Regions from separate parts of the Mus musculus genome. Here all the other regions are linked to region 3. Evidence: chromatin contacts called from public HiChIP or PLAC-seq data. All regions are on one chromosome and are shown on one strand. The core of a region is the stretch at or near the end of the contact, and the rest is flanking DNA. Distances in the headings are between cores, read along the strand shown. Region 1 overlaps Sipa1l2 (signal-induced proliferation-associated 1 like 2). Region 2 has its middle 40 kb from the start of 4930567H12Rik. Region 3 overlaps Disc1 (disrupted in schizophrenia 1). Region 4 has its middle 14 kb from the start of Gm39283.

Region 1 (3,471 bases), core at 275-2,774, 260 kb before region 3:
CCTCCAGGGCTTGGGGTGAGCCATCTGCAGCGTCTTTACTGTAGACAAGTTACTTCTCTCCATCTTGGACGTGCCCTGTCTCCATAATAAGAATTCATGGCAAAGATGTTAACCTCTGTGTTGAAAAAAGAAAATGTGAATGCTAAGTTAGTATCAGGGATGTAGGACTATTGAAATGTGGATTTTCAGTTTTCAGTTTGTTATGTGTTTCCTGCTTCTCAGAGTGAAGTCTGTTCAATCCCTTCGTGCACTCCACAAGGTTGGTGCTATTATCTTTTGGTTGTGTAGACTGTGATGGCTTCGACACTAATAATGGCTTACTCTAGACTGGCGTGTGTGCATGCGCATATATACATTTCTAAGTGCAGTCACACATGTATATATGCTCACATGGAGGACAGAGCCACCCTCAGGTGCTTACACTCTTGAGGTGCCATACACCATGGGTTTTTTTAATTTTAATTTTAATTTTTATGGTTTTGCTTTTGGTTTGTTTGTTTTAAGACAGACTATTGACTAGCCTGGTGATAAACTCTCTTAGAAATAAACTAGTTGGTCAATGAACCAGAGGCCCACCTGTGACTGCCTCTGAGCTGTGTGTGTGTTATCACTGTCTCCCAGCCGTGACCATATATGTTGTCACTGTCTCTCCAGCTGCGAGCTCTCATGCTGGGCTTTTCTACTCCGGTTCTTGGGCTCAAACTCAGGTAAGTCCTCAGGCTTGCATGGTCAGCGCTTGGCAAGCCTGAGACCCAAGTATTTTGTTGCCTGCTTTGCTGGGCTGGTCAGGTGGCCAGTGCTGCCTTAAGCTCTTAGCTGCTCAGTCAAGACACTTTTTAAAGCATCGTTGTACTGGAAGCAATCAATGTAATAATAAAATCTATGTATCAGAGAGGGGAAACCTCATGCCACAGTGCGTGTGTGGCGGTCAGAGGACAACTTGTACCGTCAGTTCTGTCTTCCCATCTTAACATAGGTTCAGAATCCAACTGTGGTCACCAGGCCTGCAAACACTTTACCATCTTGCCTCTAAGAAACTTGAAAATCCTGTATTTGGTATTTGAGAGCCAAATCACTGGTGAGCTGCCAGCATCTGTATTCCTAGACTTTCCTGGGTGACAGGCAGTGGAGGTGGAGAAGCTGCTTTGGCACAAGAGAAAATTAGCAAGAACCACGGTAATCGTCATATTGCAGGTATTGCCTTCAAAGAGTGAGAAAGTTCTCTTTAGTGGCCACGACTATGTGACTCATGGGTCCTGGCTTGACTTCCCTATGTCACCTGCTGCCCTCTCATCTTCATGGAGAGGGTGTGAGGGCTGACGCGGTTCACCCTCTGAGCACACAGAGCCTGTGGGAGTGTCCAGCGAGGAAGGCAGCCAGCCTGAGGGAGCTGCAGCCTACCCTCCTTTCCTGTCCTTTGTCTATTGTGAGAAGCTTAGCATGCAGCCATTACTCCTGTGATCTGCCTGCCTGGGAGCCGCACTATTTTTAGGAACTTCTCCACACAATAGGTTTATAAAAAGGCTATTGAGCCTTTTTAGGCTCTGTGTTCTGTCTGACAAGGCTGAGTTACAAGCAGGCTTTCCTGCCTCACTGCTCAGGAGGGCACGATTCTCTCTTCTTCTACATCTTCTCTGCTCTTACTTAGTTGTTTCTTCCTTGGAAAGTGCTTGGAGACCCAGAGGTCTGCTGGTCCTGTACAGCTATGGCAGGAATCTGGGGAGCACTCTGTTGTATGTGGAGCACTCCCGGTGTCTGTGGAGCACACTGGTGGATGTGGAGTTCTCCAGTATCTGTGGAGCACTCTGTGCAGTTTCTCCAGCTCTGTTTCACACACACTGGTTAAGTTGCAGTTTTTTATTTCTCCTCTTTTAAAAATGTGCTAACATATGCACAGTTAGTGGTGCTGCTGGGGAAAGTGAACAAGGGAGCTGGTTCCTCCTTCCGAGTCTTTCGTGTCTTGAGTTGTTTTCTCAGAGGAAGGGATCCCATTGGCCTGGCCTGATGACCAATTGAGAAAGCAAGTACTGTTTATTATTTGACGTTTGTTTTAAGAGACCACTTGGGCTGGGGTGTCACTAGCTTAGTTGGCAGCATGCTTCTCTAGCGTGAAGGAGGCCCTGGATTCCATCCCCAGTGCCACAGAAGTCAGGTCTGACATCCCAGCACTTGGCAGGTAGGAGCAGGAAGATGACAGGTTCATGATCAGTCTTGGCTGCAAGGTGCATTCAAAGCCAGCCTGGTCTTTATGAGACCCTGTCTCTGCAGAATCAAAGAGGATGAGAAAGAGCAGTCGGGCAGTTGGATCTTGTTAGTTTCTGATTTTACGCTCTGAATATGTTTGCTCATCAGGATGGAAGGGCTGACTTGCTTGCCATCACTGAAGCCTGCCTGCCTCTTATAGAACCTGACGCTCTCCTGAGGCCACGGGATAGACTGGCCACTTCTTCCCCTTGGTATCTCTCAGTTAAGATGCTGTACCAAGCAATGCACTAGACTTCACGCCGTGAGACTGACTTTTTCAAACACACAACTAAATGAAGATCATTCTCAAACTAACTTTCTTCTAGGTGATTAGTCAAATAAAGTTGTTGTTGTTGTTGTTGTTGTTGTTTTTAGTGTTAATTGTAGGAGGTGGTAGACGAGAAGCTGTCCATATAACCCTGGGATACTTGCAGAGGGCTGGCCTTCCAGGCCTTGGGATATGTTCCTGGGATGTCAGCCACTGTAAGGACAGGTGTACAGCTGTGTGGAGGGCTCCACTTAGGTTCCACTGGCTGCATTTGAGCCATCCTTCCCACTTGTCCTCTCCAGTGTCTGTCATGCTCCTTGAGTTTGTCAGTGGCCTGGCTGGCATCTGGTTGATATTAATACATCCTTGGGGTTCCTCAGGTACCTGGCTCTATGGCACCTGCTCACTTCAACTGTGGAAGCTGTTTAGTGATTTCCAAACATCATCTTGGCCCCTAGATCCATTACCAAGGTCACTGCACAGAGCATCCTGTATCCTCTTCCCTGTTGCCTCTGGTGTTGATTTCGTAAGTAAGTTTAGGGTGGGGCCCAGAGGATGATTTTCCTCCAGGCCCTCCAGAGGGCATTGTCCATGTGACCCATCAGGGGTTGAACCATAAAAGCCCAGACAATAAGTAGCTGAGCCCAGGGTTCTTTGCTCTGTACTGTTGGCAGTGCAGAAGGCCCACAGGCTTCCTAAGCTGCCCTCCCAGATTCGGCGGCTGGCTTTGCCCATCCAGATCGTCTGTTGCTGGAGGGCTGTGGCACAGGGTGACTGTGGATGTTCATCCAGCCCCAGACCACAGGCTGAGTGGACTCTCATCGAATGCGTTTGTATGTTGAATTACTACTTATTTTGGCCGCCATCTTGGTCTTTTTGTGACTTGTGTTGTCGTGCTTACTTTTGCACGCTGATGGGTCTATGAACTGTGTCTTATTAAAGAACATAGGTTCATTTCA
Region 2 (3,358 bases), core at 492-2,991, 370 kb before region 3:
CTGATCCGCTAGCCACGGCTACCTCAGGCCCTTGATCATGCCTCCTGGGATTATATTCACAAGATAGGATATGTTAAAAGCCATGTGGGTTGCTCTAAAGCAAGCATGACATCTCCCCCTGCTTTATTATCCCATAATGTTTCTCTTTGGCTTCTACAGGAGCACCATGATGTGTGTGTGTGTGTGTGTGTGTGTGTGTGTGTGTGTGTGCGCACACACACACATAAAAATAAACAAATGGGAAAATAAATGAAATGTTTTAAAAAGGTGGATGGTGACAGAAGAATGGGAGTCAAGGTTGTCTTCTAGTCTACACACACACACAGGCACACACACACACACACGCACACACATATGCATGCACACACGCATGTATACCTCTGTGCACATGACATGTATGCACACAGGACCTAAATTTATGCTTAGCTGTGTCTCTTAGGCATAAGTGAGGCTGGAGTGCTGTCTGAAGTGGATGTGTCTCACTGTGTCATGTGATGCAGTCCCATGTGGTGTTTTGCTGAGGCAAGGCCCATGAGAGGTCACGTTTGGAGAGAATATAAATAGGACTCAACAGACAGTGACAAGGCACCTGCAGAGCCAGCTGTACAACTCTTCATTGGTCTCTCATCTTCACTGATCTTCATGTCGTGGAGAGAGGCACGGCAGAGAACTCCTGGCATTCCAGTTGGTCCTGGTCAATCCCGTTGTCTCTTGCTGTTTAGGTGGAGGCCTGGCAGTTTCTGCTGGATCCTGCCACTGCTGCTGCTGATTCGTGTTTGGTGACACTTTTGAACTGGACTGCTGGTATCCTAACAACAGAGATTGGAGTCACCCCAAAGAGCTACTTCTAAACAGGTCCATATCCCCTTGTCCTATTTATCATCTTTTCTCCCCTACCTTTGGACGGCTAGAAGCAGGCCCAAAGAATTTGAGAACCCTTATTAAAGTAGGTTTTGAAAAATCTAAGCCTACACCTGTTAACCACAATGTCTGTTGTTTCCTCCCCAGAAGATAATTTAGAGTGGATTAAAGACAGCAAAGAGGGATCAGTAAGGACCAATGAGACACATGCAACCAAACCAGAAACGCAGTGATGGAGTGTTTGCTGTGTTTTCCTACCACAAGAGATGGCTTCACTCCACACTACACAATGAGATCTGGGGACAGAGCCTGCGGTTACTCTGCACATGAAACGTTCATGTTGTACTAATCAGGGCTGTGCTGGAATTGGAGTTATGACTTGGGTTGGAACCACTGGACACAGCATTTCCACGGTGATGGTGAACACTCTGCCCAGCTCTGTGCATCTATCTGTTGCCCTTCCCCTGCTGAGCTGTGGGAGGAATAGCCTGCTGGCCTATTGCAGCTCCAGAGGCCCAGAAGTGGGCAACAGAATGTTCAATGGAGAGTTTTAGGTTGTCTACTGGAATGGTATGCATAGCATCATCATACCCAGGCTTCCCAACACCCTTCCTCTACATCTGGGGCGACTGAGCGTGTCTCCTCCCCATCCACCTGCCTGCTTGCCTGCTTAGGGCCCCCTCCTTCCTACAGAACCCAGCTGTTGGGTACAGCAGCTGTCACCACGATCTACACTTGGCTGTAGTGACTAACAGTCTTCCTGGAAATCTCTCCCATTCCCCCACAGAATCCTTGCCAGGAAGCAGGAGAATGCGGGAGGGCAGTTAAGGAAACGGCCAGGAAAAGACCATCCCACAGTCAGGCGCTGACTCACGCTCACGGGAAAACCCAGATCAGTCCTGGAGGCTCCTGGAATGCAAAGGTTGAGAGAGCCCAGGAATAACAGCTGTCACAGGAACCAGTTTCCACATAGCCTTCACCTTCCTGTCCCAGATGGAATGCGTTCCTCATCTCTTAGGAAGCCCTGGATCTGTAAGAATCAGGCACAGAACAGTCAGGCAATGCTCCTGTGGCCACACACATCCTCAAGACAGGACTAGAGCTGTGCCATAGATCAGGCTATCCCTGCTTCAACACTTCATAAACATTTCCAGAGACTTCAATCAGTCTTTTCTCCATGTTTTCTGAATTTCTCGTGTGCCACTGGACCTGGGCCACCAAATTCATCTTCGCACACTCCAATCTTCCAAATTAACTTCTACAATGACATTAACTTTTTATGTGAGTGTGGTTCGTGTGTGCATGCACATATATGTGTAGCCCAAGGAAGCTAGCTAACTACATCAGGTGCCCTGTTCCACCATCCTCCACCTCAGCCCTTTAAGACAGGGTCTCTCGGCGAATGCAGAACGAGGCTGGTAGCCATCCTCCCATCTCCAGCCACTGCCCCTTACACACGCTCACACACACTCACACTGCCCTGGGGTTATGATCTCTCATGATGGCTGACGCCACACTGTCCCAGCCCTTTACAGGATGCTGTATCTGAACGCAGGCTCTCATGCTTGTGCAGCAAACACTCTTACCAACCGGCTCACCTCTGCAGCCCGAGAGTCACATTTTAATGCATTAACTATTTCAAAACTATTTCATCCTGTTCTTCCCTGACCATGTGCAGCCTGTAAGGGGCAGTGCTGCAGAGTGCTCCCCGAGGTGCCCCGGCGAAAAGTGGGCATGTCTCTCAGTGAGTGGGCACGGCATCAGAGTTCAGGCAAGTCTGGAGTTGGGCGCATGATGCAGGGACATCATAGCTTCCTGGGTGCAGGAGGTTAAGGTGCTCCCTGGGGGAGCTCAGTGCATATGGGCACAGCTAGCTGAAGGAAGAACACGCCCTGAGAAAGATGGTACTTCCAGTCAGATCACGAAACACTTCACTCTATACAGACAGACAGCTATTCCTTTCGGTGCCAGTGGGAACTTCTCTCTTTCATGCTTTGTTTCCCCCCCCCCACCCCCCAGTAATTGCCTTAACGGTGCTGACAGACCATCCATTCAGCTCACACTCTACTCTTCCCACTTTCATTGGGAGCAGACAGGAAGAACGGGGCTCCCCACTGGCTTCCTATTGTTTCTACCATACGTTTTGCTTTTTAGATTATTTTATGTGTGTGAAAGTCTTGCCCGGATGTGTGTCTGTGAACCACATGCATGCAGTGCCCATAGAGGCTAGAAACGAATATCTGATCCATCTATTGCTTTCCATGGCCTGAGAGAGTTGAGTCACTGAGCACCCAAATCTAAACATCAATAGTGACAACTGGACAAAGACTTCTGAGAGTCGGCAATGACCCTAAGTAGCAAATCTTCCCAGAATTCCCCCTTCCTCTCTACCCAAACACTAGCATGTTCATTTTCCCTCTGCTTCTGTCCCATATGTTGTGTCTGCTGCAGACTCACCAGGCTTCAGTGGGTGACTTAACCTTGGAAAGCCATGGTC
Region 3 (3,434 bases), core at 477-2,976:
AATGCACTGGATAATCTATTGCCAACCTAGAACCCCCACTTGCCTAGAGCTGCAGGCACCACCCTCTCTGAACAATGAAATCAGTTTCTCATCTCCTTAACAACTATCCCAGTAGGAGGGGCTAGACTGGTTTTAGATGCATGTACAATAAAGCAAACTGTGTCCTCCAAGTGCACCTTCGGGGAGAATCCCCTATTTTCCATTGTAGGCCTATATGTAACCTGGCATATGTTTGACATCAGATGTGTTATGAGAAGAGACGAGAGAGAAGAATATACAACTTAAACTATGTAGTTAAAATAGAGAACCACACAAAGGACATCCTTAGAAACTGAATTCCCACTCTCTATCTCCATGAAAGGAACCCTCAGGGCCTTTGAGTACTGACATTCATGATGTCCACTCTCATTCTTGAACACACATTTTCTGGCCTTTTGGTGAAAAAAAAAAAGCACTCTTGCTACTTGTGCAAACCTGTATCTACTAATTTCGATGCTTTGAGTAAGACACCAAGGACCTACAGACACCTGACCCAGCCCCTTTCCACTGGTGGCAAAGGGACCTGCTACGTGCACAGAGAGACCGTGTCACCAGCCTCATGCTAAGTTCACACTGTGTCCCATGGGCAGCAGAGTCATCTTGCTCTGCACACATTGTCTGCTCCAACTTTTTGTACCCAGACCTTGGCAGAAAGGAGAAGGAAGCACAAGGCTGCCACCCTCGATCAGCTGAGCACAGTGGTGCCTCGGAGAGCAGCCTGCCCAGATCTGCACTCCCCCACTATAAATTACTGAAGGTCTCCACAGATGTCCGTCCTTCCTGCTCTTTGGTTTTAGAAGCAAAAGATCATTTCCAAGGAGACAGGGCAATCGCCCCTCAGCTCTGTTACCTTGGCCTCTTCGGGCTACACACTGGAAAGTGGAACCAGACAGGAGCCCTTTGGGGCTGTGGAGTTTATTCATGAGCCTGGATACATTTAGTCTCTGCATGCCATCAAGACTAGCAAGACGAATCAACTGGGCACCGTGCATTCCCAATGAGCAGAGAGAATAGGCTCCCAAGAGGCTTCTGGACAGGGATGCAAATACCACGTAAATAGAATCAGCCTGGTCCTTGCTCATCCATGACTCAGCAGAGGCTGGCAGAGCTGCCCGGGGCTTTGAGAGATGCCAGGATATGATCCTTTCCTCCTATAGTGAGCTATGGAAGTCAGAGGAAAAAAAAAAAGGAGGGGAAAAACAAGTCCTGCTTAACAATTCACCAAAGCCTAAAAGCTTTCCAATGGAGGCATTCCGGACGTGGAGGAACGGTTACACAGACTCAAGGGGGATTTTGGAATGGAGCTGCTAATTAGAATCCAGAACCTGTGAAATCATCCCTCAGGTTCAGACCACTGCTAATGGATCCCCAGCATGCCTAGAGTGAAGTCACAGCCCCGTCCTCTCCCCAGAGGCACCACGCTCCCCTCCCCACCGCCTGCTCTCCCAGTTAACCGAGCAAGCGGTCACCTCTGGCTGATGGTTTGAGTTGTTCACAATGCCTGTAACTCAGGAAGCCTGCCAGGAGGACAAAGAGGCAGCCTGTTTTCCTCCATCCCCAGATCTGCCAGCCCAGCCTTCCTCTACCACCCAGCAGGCTGCTGTGGCTCTGACACCGACAGACTGTGCAAGAACTCTTCAGAAGGTTTAGAAGCCCCCGCAGTATTGTCCCCAGCCCGCCCCTCTGTGTATGGCTCGCTGGTACACCACCTGCTTTGCTCCTGCAGGCGTGTGGCTTACGATAAGGGGGCTCTAACCCCAGGAAGAATGGGCAGCCACAGCATCCGGGACTCAAGTCCTCCAGAAAGGTGTCCCCCGTGGGTTTACGTCAGCACATTCCAGTGTGGACTTGGATTAAACAGCAATCGTCTGCTACGCATGCGCAGTGGGTCCTGGCAGCCGGCTTAACAGAATCAAGAGAGATGCCACCCTCACTGCGGCTGCTCTTCTATGCTATTAGTTGCGAGCTTTTTCTTTCAGCAGCGCTCAGCATTGTGCCTTTGATCACAAACGAAAACACACACCAGCCAGAGCTTGGCTGGGGGATTCCTGCAGCCTCTTTGGACGCCTTGATAAATTCTAATTTGAAACAACAGCTTTTATTTGTTGTGGAACCCCACGGAGCATTGTGAACACGGCTTCCTGTCTTGGGCCCATTGTAATACGGGAATCCAAGTGCTACTTCAGATTAAAGACACACTCTATGTATTATTCTCGTTCAGTGACACAGAACATGGGCTGGATTTCAGAGGAAAGCTGGGATAAATGTGTGTTTGTGGTGTAGATGTTATCTAAGGAGGGGCTGACTCAGTACCCAACCCAGCACTTTTCTACTCTTAGTGGCATGGTATGGAATGTCCTGGACAGGGTCAAATGCTTGAACAGTTGTTCGCAGTGGTAGTGCTGTTTGGCAGAATTGTGAAACCTTTAAGAGGCAGCTCCTGATTGGTGTAAGCGGGTCATCAAAGATGGGCCCTGTGATGGTTTGTATTTGCTTGGCCCAGGGAGTGGCACTTCTAGGAGGTGTGGCCTTGGAGTGGGTGTGGCACTGTGGGTGTGGCTTTAAGGCCCACTTCCTAGCTGCCTAGAAGTCAGTCAGTCTTCTCTTAAGAGGCCAGCGGATGAAGATGTAGAACTCTCAGCTCCTCCTGTACCATGCCTGCCTGGATGTTGCCATGTTCCTTCCTTGACGATACTGGACTGAACCTCTGAACCTATAAGCCAGCCCCAATTAAATGTTCTTGTAAACATTGCCTTGGCCATGGTATCTGTTCACAGCAGTAAAATCCTAACAAAGACAGGCCCCAAGGGTCCTAATCCTGGTCTAACACCCCCTACCTTTGGCCTGAGATCTCTACTTCTTGAGCCACTAAAGATGCTAGAAGCCACACCACAAATTCTCATCTCCCTGGGTCGCATCATCAGGTGTCATGCCCTCTCACCATGATCTGGATCATGAGCCACACCCCACTCAGCTGTCCCAAAACCTCCCCACCCCAGCAGACCTGGGACAAACCCCACTGTTATGGGAAATATTTAATGAACCTGCCAACTCTCCACACTCCTGCTTCTTTCAACCTGCCAACTCTCTGACCCCGTCGGGCCACATTCCCACTCTAGTACCAGCACTGGTGGACCACAACACTATGTCCCAGCTGGGTCCCACCGCTTTGTCCCACATTCCAATAACCATCCTCAAAATTTGATAACACGATACCCAGTAACCGGTAAAATCAAGACTCTTAAGCTTCTAGTTAACCAATTAGATTTATGTATCAATATTGCACAATTTACAAGATGGCAATAAATAATTTCAGAACTAATTGATAATGATAAAGCTTTAACCCAAATATTCTAACCTTTTGATAACACCAAGTCAGCCTCCATCCTCCTCCT
Region 4 (3,151 bases), core at 547-3,046, 450 kb before region 3:
AGAGACCACAAAAGGTGTAAGAGGGTCTGTACCAGGGTTCTTGGACGAGACAGTCACCAAGTGACCAAAAAGACAGGGGCCAGGCACAGAAAAATTATTTGAAAATGTCAGCCTCTCATAAGAGCTGGGAAGCCTGCTGGGTCACTGCTACTGCAGTCTGTCCACCAGTATGGCTTGAGTGTGCAAGATGCTAGATCAGCCCAGAGATAGGGGAGCGAAGGGGAGAGACCAGGAGGGGAGGGAAGGAAGCAGGGACAGCAGGGGAGGGTGGGGGAGAGAAGAGCTTCATCTATGAATCTACCTTTCCTTCGCCTGCTGCTAAACCTTTTTGGGGAAAGATTCTAAATGTCTACAAGTCTTGCTAATGGCCTTATTTATGAGCCACACTGAGCACGCTCAGTACTCCCTTCGGCCATCTTTGTCTTACAAACTAAACATACCCAGACACTTCCGGCTGGTTAGCTTTCCTTCTTGAACTGAGGGTGCTCAGGAAGGTTCAGAGGACATTCTGCAAGCTCTGGAGTGTGCCCATCTCTAGAGTGCTTTTCCATATGAATAGTGTACGTACTCTCTATTCAGTGAGACTTCTCAGCTCAGGGACAGCCTTATTTAGGAAACGACTCCCATGCTTTCTCTCTTCTGCTGCCCTCAACGACCCCTTTTCCACGGACTTACATCTTGGCTGTATTTCTTTTGGTCTGTACTCTGCCTGAGGCAAGTCCTCTGAGTTGGGTGTGTGTGTCTGCTTATGCAGAGTGGTGAGTTGGGTGTGTGTGTCTGCTTATGCAGAGTGGCTGAGGGAGTCAACCCTAGTGACCCTTTCTCCTTTCTCTGTCCTTGCGGTCGGTCGTAGGCTCTTCCCAAGAGGAAAGACAACCACACTTACTTTAATCATTGATATAGTCCTGGCATTCCACATGAGGCCTGGAGCAGACTCTACACTCAATAAATATTTATAAATAATAGTGAATAGTTTCAGAATTACTAAAGTATTCTAACACAGTCAACTATTTTAAAGAAGGAATAGTCTTTCTTCATTGTTGTCTTTAGGTCTTTTATTTAGAAAATACTTGGGGCCTTTTAAAGCTCTCCATCTCATTGTTAAATTGATTCAGAGACCTAGGGAAGTGAGCCAAATCTATATTGATCAAGATATTATAGATAAAGTCAACAATTCTTAAAATCACATTTCCTGACGACAGAGCCTAAGAAATTTCCTCATAGAACTGACAGCTCTTCATGACAAAGGCAGAGTCCACATTGTTAGCAGGAATCATCCCTGCTTGTTGGTGTGTAAGCTGCTGGGCAGACAATGGGGGAAACTATTCAATGACATGGACACAAATAAATCAGCTGTTTATCCTACACTCAACGTGAGCCAAACCCGGGACTGAGCTGTGGGGATGAGGAGGAGCTGTGGGAATGTGTGACCTTAGAGAACATAAGATGACCACTGAAAGACCTTGCTAGAATAGCATGCTGGGGACTTCCGCTAGAAGGTTGTGACTAACACTCCCTTCCTGCAATGACAAAACAAGCTTTGCAAGAAAGCTCCTACTTTAAGGTAGGTGCAGATAATGACCAAGAATGTTTCAGTTCCCCCTTCTGGTGACTAAGACCTCACCTCACCCATGGCCATTAATATTGCTTAAGGAAGGTCACGAAACAATTGCCAATCCGGAAGGGAGAGGCTAATTACCATTTCTAAAGGGGGGAAATCAAAAAGTCTGCCCTGGCCAACAATGGGCTTAAACCAACTCTTATTGTTATCAAGTCCTACCCTTAAACTATATAAAAAGTGTGTGCTTAGGAGATTGGGGTTGACTCTGCCCAGATTGCAGGACAGTGTGGCATGCCAGATCAATAAATCTCTTGCTTAGTGCATTGATCTCCGTCTCTGTGTTTCTGTGAGTGGGACATCCAGGACATAAGGCTCTTCAGGTCTTACAGAGCCACGGTTGCAGTTCTCCAAACCAGGAAAACCATGCAGCCTCCCAAGTTCAGAAGAGAGAAACTGTTGTATTAGCATCTTATCTAAGTCCAATAAAATCAGAGAGTCAGACTGGATGGAGACCATTGTCCCTCATCACTGATCTTTCCACTGCCTGCTTCAAATGTGTGGCCCATGGAGCTCTGAAGAGAGTCTAAAGAAAGGGTAAACACCCCACTACAAACCCGACTTTTAATGTTATTATTTGAATTTTATGTGCCTTTATCTGTCTACATGTACATCTATGCACCACATGTGTGCCTACTGACCAAGAAAGCCAGGGCAAGGCGGTGAAATCTCTGGAGTTGCAGATAGTTGTGAATCACTTTGTGGTGCTGGGAACCCAGCCCAGGTCCTCTGCAAGAGCAATAAGCACCCTTAGCCTCTGAGCCAGCTCTCCAGCCCCACTCACTGTTTTGAGTTAGTCATTTCTCTTGAACAAATATTCAGGCTGTTACTTTTATTCTAGACTTCGGGGGATGGGGGATGGCATTTCCCTGTTTGGAAAGTAACTTTTATTCACCTTTTTAAATTGTCATTTCAGGGGCTTACTGCCTCTGCTAACTTAGGCCTAGACCTGGAAGCTTTTAGCCTTCATACAATCTTATCTAGGCCCAGAATGCTTTCAACTTCTGAGACTTAATGCTGAATAAGCTCACCCCTTCTAGTTCTTTCTGAACACTGTCTGACTGGTTCAACTCCACTATTCTGGCTCAAACTCCTTGACAAGGTGAGAGATTCAATCTGGCTTCTCTCTTGGCCTCTGACTTTTTGCTCTGCTTGGCCTCAAACTAACTCTGGCAATCTGTTCTAATCTTCTGGCTCCTTCTCATTCTCTAGCTCATTTTGTCTTCACCTGTGTACAGCTTGTTCTCTCTCTGCAATCTGTCTCTCTATAACTGTCCAGGTAAAACTCTTCAAGTAGCTTCCCCCTCCCCCCTCTTGTGAGAGTTGGGATTAGTCTATTTTGTCAAATCTTTCTCTGGTTCATCATTTTGTCTGCCACTCAATTAGATGTCACTTTCAAACATGGGTGCTTCCATCTACAAACTAACTTTACCTTCTTTGTTTGGGATTAAAGATATACAATAAGGGCTGAGTTACACTAAAACTAGAAACAGTTTTTTTTTTTTCAATAAATCACACAATCTTGGGATTCAC

Evidence for each region. HiChIP or PLAC-seq counts read pairs in DNA pulled down with a chosen protein or histone mark.
Region 1: an H3K4me3 HiChIP or PLAC-seq map of bone marrow-derived macrophages shows a contact between it and region 3, with 2.8 times the contacts expected there. The contact joins two enhancer-like sites. A contact is called at or near these places in 3 of 115 datasets of contacts at active chromatin or transcription factors (VIP interneurons, bone marrow-derived macrophages and embryonic basal ganglia).
Region 2: a CTCF HiChIP or PLAC-seq map of the NIH/3T3 cell line shows a contact between it and region 3, with 6 read pairs. The contact joins two enhancer-like sites. A contact is called at or near these places in 1 of 15 datasets of contacts at CTCF or cohesin (the NIH/3T3 cell line), 1 of 484 Hi-C or Micro-C datasets (the N1E-115 cell line) and 1 of 115 datasets of contacts at active chromatin or transcription factors (the NIH/3T3 cell line).
Region 4: an H3K4me3 HiChIP or PLAC-seq map of bone marrow-derived macrophages shows a contact between it and region 3, with 3 times the contacts expected there. The contact joins two enhancer-like sites. A contact is called at or near these places in 1 of 39 promoter capture datasets (pre-B cells), 1 of 484 Hi-C or Micro-C datasets (embryonic stem cells), 1 of 115 datasets of contacts at active chromatin or transcription factors (bone marrow-derived macrophages) and 1 of 9 other capture datasets (embryonic stem cells).

What each region holds. Positions count from the first base shown.
Region 1 is chr8:125,512,049-125,515,519 of GRCm38.p6, reverse strand. The region is part of intron 2 of Sipa1l2 (signal-induced proliferation-associated 1 like 2); the gene reads left to right. Among named protein-coding and RNA genes, the nearest start is that of 4930566D17Rik, 8.5 kb to the left of the region's middle. Within about 2 kb of position 1,524, at least 92 of the 459 cell types and tissues checked have an H3K27ac peak or open chromatin away from gene starts, as enhancers often do. A contact at or near this core is called in VIP interneurons and bone marrow-derived macrophages, where this site is marked.
Region 2 is chr8:125,622,789-125,626,146 of GRCm38.p6, reverse strand. No RefSeq gene overlaps it. Among named protein-coding and RNA genes, the nearest start is that of 4930567H12Rik, 40 kb to the right of the region's middle. Within about 2 kb of position 1,741, at least 47 of the 459 cell types and tissues checked have an H3K27ac peak or open chromatin away from gene starts, as enhancers often do. A contact at or near this core is called in the N1E-115 cell line and the NIH/3T3 cell line, where this site is marked.
Region 3 is chr8:125,252,758-125,256,191 of GRCm38.p6, reverse strand. All of the region lies in intron 12 of Disc1 (disrupted in schizophrenia 1), which reads right to left. Among named protein-coding and RNA genes, the nearest start is that of Gm30713, 130 kb to the left of the region's middle. Within about 2 kb of position 1,726, at least 249 of the 459 cell types and tissues checked have an H3K27ac peak or open chromatin away from gene starts, as enhancers often do. A contact at or near this core is called in the N1E-115 cell line, the NIH/3T3 cell line, VIP interneurons and 1 more, where this site is marked.
Region 4 is chr8:125,698,151-125,701,301 of GRCm38.p6, reverse strand. No RefSeq gene overlaps it. Among named protein-coding and RNA genes, the nearest start is that of Gm39283, 14 kb to the right of the region's middle. Within about 2 kb of position 1,796, at least 15 of the 459 cell types and tissues checked have an H3K27ac peak or open chromatin away from gene starts, as enhancers often do. A contact at or near this core is called in bone marrow-derived macrophages, where this site is marked.